Regions from separate parts of the Macaca mulatta genome. Here region 2 is linked to region 1. Evidence: chromatin contacts called from public Hi-C data. All regions are on one chromosome and are shown on one strand. The core of a region is the stretch at or near the end of the contact, and the rest is flanking DNA. Distances in the headings are between cores, read along the strand shown.

Evidence for each region. Hi-C and Micro-C count contacts between places; a contact is called where the count stands out from the background.
Region 2: a Hi-C map of liver shows a contact between it and region 1, with 2.8 times the contacts expected there. The contact joins the promoter of ZNF480 here to the promoter of ZNF766 in region 1. A contact is called at or near these places in 3 of 14 Hi-C or Micro-C datasets (cortical neurons, fetal cortex germinal zone and liver).

The regions. Positions count from the first base shown.
Region 1 is chr19:64,445,545-64,449,984 of T2T-MMU8v2.0, reverse strand. ZNF766 (zinc finger protein 766) reads right to left here and starts at 2,077. Exons shown (of 4, transcript XM_028839374.2): 1 at 2,033-2,077. It overlaps LOC144337314 (a long non-coding RNA gene), which reads left to right. Exons shown (of 2, transcript XR_013410288.1): 2 at 770-2,071.
Region 2 is chr19:64,479,740-64,484,221 of T2T-MMU8v2.0, reverse strand. ZNF480 (zinc finger protein 480) reads right to left here and starts at 2,530. Exons shown (of 5, transcript XM_077981617.1): 1 at 1,054-2,530. It overlaps LOC106994838 (a long non-coding RNA gene), which reads left to right and starts at 1,718. Exons shown (of 2, transcript XR_001441533.3): 1 at 1,718-2,400; 2 at 2,660-4,174.

The DNA.
Region 1 (4,440 bases), core at 828-3,327:
ACCTCCACGTGGGTACACTAATCAAAGTAATCCCTTGAAGTAAATATTGGTGATGCCACAGAGAAAGGATGCCACACTGTCCTGAGATTGTGAGTAGGGCTGGCACATGGTGCACAACTGCAGGGTCAGCAACAGCCAGGGGGAGGGACAGACCATTCCCAGTTACTACAGAGTAGAGATCGCAGGCCCTGAGACAGGTGGGTGGGCCGGTTGGAGATCTCTTCCCTTTACTGTTTGAGGTGGAAATGTACACGTGTTTTTTCCCATGCTGAACAGTTCTCTGGCACACTCCCAGCTGGATGACCTACAATTTAACTCAATTTGGATAGTATCTACCTGGAGATAGAATCAGATCCCAGTTAAGGACTCAGTCCCACATGACTGCCCCTCACTTCAGATACGGATAAAATTAACGGTTTCCAAAACCCACTCCTCTGTTTTGATTTGTTAGGACGGCTCTTCCATCTATATCCTTTGTCATAACCTTCATAACCAATAGTAAACCTAAGTAAAATTTTCTCTGAGTTCTGGGAACCATTCTACCAAATTAATGTGAGGAGGCCGGGCAAGGTGGCTCAAACCTGTAATCCCAGCACTTTGGGAGGCCGAGGTGGGCAGATCACCTGAGGTCTCAAGAGCTCAGGACCAGTCAGGCCAACATGGTGAAACCCTGTCTCTATTAAAACTACAAAATTAGCCAGGTGTGGTGGCGGGCACCTGTAATCCCAGCTACTCGGGAGGCTGAGGCAGGAGAATCGCTTGAACTCAGTAGGCTAAGGTTGCAGTGAGCCCAGATTTTGAGCCCCTCTCCTCTCCCAGTTTCTCCCCTTCTTCCCTCTATTCCTTCTTTTCCACCTGATCTGCTCCATCTTGCAAATTTTTTCCTTTTGTTGCTCTTTCTCTCCAATCTTTTGATTGTCTCCAATCTCCATATATTTCTGCCTCTTTCTTCTCCCATCTGTGCTCCTCCTGTTAAATTCCCTCTTCTCTGTTATGCCCCCTTTTCCCCACTGTCTGGCAACCCCAGATCCCTGGGGTGGTTCTCCCTCTGCTCTCCTTGTCACCGGCTGCCACCTCTTGCTGTCCCTGCACCACGCTGCTCAGTCTGCCCTGGCTCCAAATCCCTCCTTCTCTCCCCAACTTTGTCTGAAGAGCCTCCCGCTTTGCTGCCCCTCTCCCTACCTTGCAGTCCTTCATCTGTCTAGAAATACAACTTTTCTCTACATTTCTCCAGTTGCTTTTCTCTCCCTGCTACTTCCTGGGGTGCTTCTTTCACTTTGCCAATCTCTCACCGTCCCTCTACGTTGCCGTCTTGATATGGATCTCCTTCATTATTTTCTCTCTAAATTTTTCTGTTTCCTCTACCTTGCTCTCCATCTCTTTCACTACACATTCACAGGGAGGGGACTGGAATAAAATGCCCACCTCCTCAAGAGCACAGTTTCCAACGGGAGGAATTTGGGACAGAAGAACACTGAGTGCCCTATGATAGGTCCCGGCCACCTCCCCCAACACAGGGTCAGGAGAAGCCGTGACTGCGAAGAGGCCTGGGGACAGAAGGGTCCAGCCCAAGGAGGTCTAGGGCGGCAGGCAGATCAGGGGTGGGGTCTGCAGAATCTCCAGGACAAGCAGAGGACGCGGCCCCTCCCGATTTGCGGCTGTGGCGCTGCGCCCCCAGGGGCCGACAAGGGCGAGGCTCGGGACCCGGAGGGCGTGGATCGGGCTCGCAGGTGGGGACTTTACGTGGCGCGGGGCTGGCGGAGGGGTCACTGAAGGGTTTTAAGCAGGAAAACGACGCGAAAGCAGCTGCCTACGCGGCCCTACGGCAGAACCACCGGGGACAGAACCAACCCTAGGGCGATTTTAACACACAGGGAAGCGAACCCCAGTATTCTGACGGGACGCGTGAATTTACTCGGGGTGGAGGGAGCGGTGCGGGGATTTCAAGGTCTGTACCGCCCCCCACATCCCGGGTACAGAAGCGTGAGGGCACCGCTAAGCGAACACTTAATCTAAACAAAGGAAAACTCACGCGCCGCAGTTGCGCCATCTCTCCACGCCATCCACTTCCGGGTCTGCAGGCGACTGCGCGCGGACCCAGAGGCCAGGCCTGGGCGGGGCCAGCGAGGTGGTGGGCGGGGCCTGAATGCTTATGGGCAGGGCCTGCGCTTCCCTCCTCCTATCTCTGGGCGTGTCTCGCTTTTCCGGAGTTTGCAAGCAACACTTCCCAGTCAGGCTGGAGCCGCTCCACGGTTTGTGACCTGGGATCTCACTAGGAGGGTCAACGTCTGCTGTTTGGATCCAGGAAAGTTCCCACAATTAAAATTAAGGAATTCAGGCCTGGCGCGGTGGCTCACGCTTGTAATCCCAGCACTTTGGGAGCCCGAGGCGGGCGGATCACGAGGTCAGGAGATCCAGATCATCCTGGCTAACACGGTGAAACCCCGTCTCTACTAAAAATACAAAAAATTAGCCAGGCATGGTGGCGGGCGCCTGTAGTCCCAGCTACTCGGGAGGCTGAGGCAGGAGAATGGTGTGAACCCGGGAGGCAGAGCTTGCAGTGAGCCGAGATCGTGCCACTGCACTCCAGCCTGGGCGACAGAGCAAGACTCCGTCTCAAAAAAAAACAAACAAAACAAAAAAATAAATAAAATTAAGGAATTCAATTAAAATTTAGAAATGTAATTGAAAAACCCTTAAATTGCCTGTGAAAGGAATGCAAACTAAAATACAATATGCAAACTCAGCCTGTGCGGAATGTGTAATTTCATGCTGATGCCCCACAGAATAGCATAGAAATCCTCTCCATTTCTGTTCCCCGTTCACTCTGGAGAATAGAGTTCCAAAGAGTTTCCTAGGGACACCTCTGGGGCGTGGAGGGATAAGGCCAGTGAGAAGTCAGGTCACCAACTGTTGCTTTTAAAAAAGCAGTAGAGGCTGGGCGAGTGGCTCACGCCTGTAATCCCAGCACTTTGGGAGGCCGAGGAGGTCGGATCACTGGAGGTCAGGAATTCGACACCAGCCTGACCAAAATGGAGAAACCCCGCCCCTACTCAAAATACAAAAATTAGCCGGGCGTGATGACACACGCCTATAATCCCAGCTACTTGGGAGACTAAGGCAGGAGAATTGCTTGAACCCTGGAGACGGAGGTTGCAGTGAGCCGAGATCGCCATTGCACTCCAGCCTGGGCGACAAAAGCAAAACTCCGTCTAAATAAATAAATAAGCAAAAGCTTTTAAAAGTATATGTAAATTACTTCTTCCTTTCACTTGTTCTATTCCACACGAGTTATTTTAAACACCTTTGAAATATGCTTAGGTCAATATTTTCTAAAAATACTGTAATTTCAGATTCACTTTAGGTGCATTCTGAAAGTAATAAGAAAACATACTTTTTATTTTAAAATTGTCATCTCTTTTAAATCTTGTTTGTTTTCGTTTCTCCAATGTGCTGGCACCTCTAGATAATAAAGCCCTTAAAATAGTCTTCGGAAGACAATTGTTATTTATTGATCTAAAGAATAATTCTGCAGTAATTCTAAGTGTATTTGGTAGGCAGATTATTCTTTTATAGAACGGTGATAGAAGTAAAACTAGATTATCAAATTTTAAATAGCCTTACATCTGCCGCCAATAATTTTATGGCAATATTTTTGCATTAACAGGTACTAATAAGTATGTTTTTCTGTCATATCTCACCTCCCCAACTTTTTTTTTTCTTAAGACAGAGTCTTACTCTGTCACCCAAGCTGGAGTACAGTGGCACGATCTCAGCTTACTGCAACCTCCACCTCCTGGGTTCAAGCAATTCTCCTGCCTCAGCCTCTGGAGTAGCTGGGATTACAGGTGCGTGCCACCACGCCTGGCTAATTTTTGTATTTTTAGTAGAGAGGGAGTTTTGCCATGTTGGCCAGTCTGGTCTCAAACTCCTGACCTCAGGTGATCATCTGCCCACCTTGGCCTGCAGAGTGCTGAGATTACAGGCGTGAGACTCAGCACCCGGTCTTAGATCCCTACTTTTGGATCCCTTCATCCATCTTGAAGTATGATCATGTTTAGATATGAAAATGAACATATTTAAAATATTAACAGGTTAAAATGAGAATAATATAGTGATGTGTCACAAAGATGGATACAAGATGACATATCAGCATTTTTTTTAATTTTTTTCAGACGGAATCTCGCGCTGTCGCCCAGGCTGGAGGGCTGCCGCGTGACCTCCGCTCACTGCAACCTCCGCCTCTGGGATTCAAGCGATTCTCATGCCTTAGCCTCCCGAGTAGCTGAGATTACAGGCACCTGCCACCATGCCCAGCTAATTTTTTGTATTTTTAGTAGAGACGCAGTTTCACCATATTGGCCAGGCTGGTCTCCAACTCCTGACCTCGTGATCTGCCCACATTGGCCTCCCAAAGCACTGGGATTACAGGCGTGATCC
Region 2 (4,482 bases), core at 1,281-3,780, 34 kb before region 1:
AAAAGAAAAAGAAAAAAAAAATCAGGGTATCCCAAAGCCCCTTCTTTTGATTAATTTGCTAGGAGGATTCTTCCATCGGGCTATTCATCTGTATCTTTTGCAATATTCTTCATAGCAAACAGATAAAACTAAACAAATGCTTCCTTGAGTTCTGTGAACCAGGCTAACAAATTAATAAAATCTGAGCAAAGGGTCAAGGGAATCCTCAATTTTTAGATGTTTGGTTGAAGTTCAGGTCCCAACCTGGAACTTACAACCAGCACATGAAATAGGGGCAGGCTTGTGGAACTGAGCCCCCAACCTGTGGGATCTGATGCTAACTCCATGTAGACAGTGTCAACTTGAGTGAAATTACAGATCCCCCAGGCGGTGTCTGACGAATTGCTTATTGGTGGGAAGAAATCCCCACACATTTTTTTCATCAGATATGAAGCATTTTGTGTTAAGTGTTCATTATTGTGTTGATTGCAAGAGTAGGAAGAACACTGGTTTTCCTGCTATCTTATACATTCGCCCACACCATACCCCATCCCAGGAAAAGGAAAGTGGGTGACCCACACCTGAATGACTCAAGTCACTGACCTGTGCCTGAATAGGGAATGTGAGTGGAAGCTAAAATCTGATGCCAAGAATTATAAAATGCACCAGCCTCACAGACAGGAGTTTTGCACATCTCATCTTCATCTGTATTTTTAAAGCACATTTCATATAATCAGATTAATCAATGTCACAACTTCATCATAATAGCCAATCAACTCACCATTCATCTGCACCCAGGGTTCCCTCTATTCTCACTACTGTGTTTCCCTCCCTCATTCTGTACGCATCTATCATTCTCACCTTCTTTCTCTAGCTTTTTTTCCCCCTCTTTACTTTTCCCCTAAGATTCTGCTCACTTTGAGCCTCTCTCTTCTCCTAATGTTTCTCCCCTTATTCCTTCTCTTCCTTCTCTTCCACCTGTTCTGCTCCATTCTGGCAACTTGTTCCACACCTTTTCCAAACTTTCTGCTCAATCTTTGATCATCCCAATCTCCACCTATTTCTGCCTCTTACTTTTTGTTGTTGTTGCTGTTGTTGTTGTTTTCTGAGACGGAGTTTTGCTCATGTCGCCCAGGCTGGAGTTCAATGGCACGATCTCAGCTCACTGCAACCTCCGCCTCCAGGGTTCAAGCGATTGTCCTGCCTCAGCCTCCTGAGTAGCTAGGATTACAGGCGCGTGCCACGATGCCCGGCTAATTTTTGTATTTTTATTAGAGACGGGGTTTCATCCTGTTGACCAGGCTGGTCTCAAACTCCTGACCTCAGGTGATCCACCCACTTCGGCCTCCCAAACTGCTGGGATTACAGGCATGAGCCACCGTGCCCGGTCCTGCCTCTTTCCCTGTCTCTGTTCCCCCTCTGCTCTCCCTGTTAAACCCCTTCTTTCCTGTTGCACCCCTTGTCCCCACTCTCTGGCACCCGGAGATCCCAGCCCTCCCCCTGGTGTGGTTCTCCCTCTGCTCTCCTTGTCACCAGCTGACCCCTCTTGCTGTCCCAGCACTACGCTGCTCTGTCTGCCCTGGCTCCAAATCCCTCCTCCTCTCCCCCACTCTCAAACTGAGGAACTTCCCACTTTGCTGCCCCTCTCACTATCTTGCAGTCCTTCATCTCTCCGGAGATGGCACTTTTCTCTGCATTTCTTCAGTTGCTTTTCTCCCCCTGCTACTTTCTCGGCTTCATTCGCTGTCTCTGCAAATGCCCCATCCACTTTCTACTTTGCCATCTGCTTAGGGCTCTCCCTCAATCTTCCTTTCTCCTTCAAGATGTTTCTCTTTCTTCTCCCTCGCTCTCCAGATCTTTCTGCACACATGCACATGGAAGGAATTGGGATCAGATGCCCACATGCAGAAGAACCTTTTCAGTGGGGTGTTATTTAGACTGCAAGAACACTGGATGCCAAAAGACAGAGTAAGTCACCTCCCCACACCCAGGGTCAGGAGAAGCGGTGGCTGGGAAGAGGAGGCCTGGGAAGTAGCGGGGCCCCGGATCAAGGAGGGTCTGGATCAAGAGAGGGGTGGCGTCTGCAGAATCCCAGGACTCGGCAGAAGACGCGGCTTCTCCTGGACTGCGATTGGAGCGCTGCGCTCCAGGGTCAACAAAGGCGAGGCTTGGGGGACCTGATAGACCGGAATCCACCTAGCGGGGGAGGACTTTACGCGGTGCGGGGCGGATGTAGGCATCACAGAAGAATTTGAAGCAGGAAAACTCCTCGATAGGAGGTGACTACATGGCCCTGTGGCAGAAAGACGGGGGACAGGACCCGCCGCGGAGCGATTTAAACACACAGGGAAGCGACCGCGGGACTCTCACAGAGACGCCTGAATTTGGTCGGGGTAGAGGGAGCGGTGCCAGGATTTCAAGGTCTGTGTGGCCTCTCAGATCCCGGGTACAGAAGCGCGGGGGAGCTGGGAAGCTCAGATTTTAATTTACACAAAGGGAAACTCACGCGCCGCGGCGTGACCTTCACTCCACGCGATCCGCTTCCGGGTTTGTGGGAAACTGCGCGCGCAGCGGAGAGGTCGCAGCAGGGCGGCCTGGCCGGGGCGGGGTGGGGCGGGGTGGGGCGGGGCTTGCGCTTCCCTCCGCCTCGCTTCCAGCGCCTGTTTTCCGGGTTTTGCAGGAGACCTGCCAAGGAGGCTGAAGCAACTCAGCTGTCTCCGCACTGTACTCTTGCCGGGACAGAGCAAAGTCTGCTGATGATTAGATCCAGGAAAATTCCTGCTATTAAAGTTAACCTTAAGCCGGCTGTGGGGTGGGGCACCTGTACCAGCTACCCCGAAGACTGAGGCAGGAGGATCGCTTGAGCCCAGGAGTTCGAGTTTACACTGAGTTATAATGGCCACTGCGCTCCAGCTTGGGCGACAGAGACTCAGTCTGTAAAATACATACATGAAAAACTAATTTTAGCAATTTAATTAAAAAGCCCTGGGATTGTCTGTGAAAGCTGTGGGGAAAAGAAAGAGAGATCAGATTGTTACTGTGTCTATGTAGAAAAGGAAGATATGAGAAACTCCATTTTGATCTGTACTAAGAAAAATTGTTTCTGTTTTTCTGCTAACCTGTAGATGCTGTTAACCTGTAACTTTAGCCCCAACCCTGTGCTCACAGAAACATGTGCTGTAATGAATCAAAGTTTAATGGATTTAGGGCTATGCAGGATGTGCCTTGTTAACAGTATGTTTGCAGGCAGTGTGCTTGGTAAAAGTCATCGCCATTCTCCATTCTCGATTAACCAGGAACACAATGCACTGCGGAAAGCCGCAGGGACCTCTGCCCAAGAAAGCCTGGGTATTGTCCAAAGTTTCCCCCCATGGAGACAGCCTGAGATATGGCCTCATGGGAAAGGAGAGACCTTACATCCCCCAGCCCGACACCCATAAAGGATCTGTGCCTACAGTGAGATGTTTGGGTAAAGAGAAACATAAATCTAGCCTATGTGCACATCCGGGCACAGCACCTTTCCTTGAACTTATTCATGATACAGATTCCTTTGCTCACATGTTTCCCTGCTGACCTTCTCCCCACCTGTTGCCCTGCTACACTCCCCTCACTAAGATAGTAAAAATAGTGATCAATAAATACTGAGGGAACTCAGTACAGTACCGGCGCCAGTGCAGGTCCTCCGTATGCTGAGCGCCGGTCCCCTGGGCCCACTGTTCTTTCTTTATACTTTGTCTCTGTGTCTTATTTCTTTTCTCAGTCTCTCATCCCACCTGAGGAGAAATACTCACAGGTGTGGAGGGGCTGGCCCCCTTCAAAAACCAGGCAAGTGAATACGTGAACTGCAAAGCCCTGTCTGGGTGGAATGTGCAATTTCATGCTGATGGCTCACAAAGCAGAATAGAAATCCTCTCCTTTTCTATTCCCTGTTCTTATGGGAGGGACAGAGGTAACCCTGTGCTCAGCTCCAGAGAGTTTCCGAGTGACAGCACCTGGGGCATGGAGGGCTAAGGCCAGTGAGAATTCAGGTCACCAATTGTTGCTTTTAAAAAAGCGTTAACTGACCGGGCGAGGTGGCTCACACCTGTAATCCCAGCACTTTGGGAGGCCAAGGCAGGTGGATCACTTGAGGTCAGGAGTTCGAGACCAGCCTGGCCATGATGGTGAAACCCTGTCTCTACTAAAAATACAAAAATTAGCCGGGCGTGGTGGCGCATGCGTGTAATCCCAGCTACTTGAGGTGGAGGCAGGAGAATCGCTTGAACCCCGGAGGCAGAGGTTGCAGTGAGCCAAGATCCTGCCACTGCACTCCAGCCTGGGTGACAGAGCGAGAGATAAAAAAAAAAAAAAAAAAAAACTTTTAAAAATAGATGTAAATTACATAGTTCTTATTTACATTTGTTATTGTATGTTATTCTATTCCAATTTGAGATGAATGAACCTCAAATCCCTTTCAGATAAACTTAGTTGACATTGTAATATGCTTACATCAATAATTTCTAA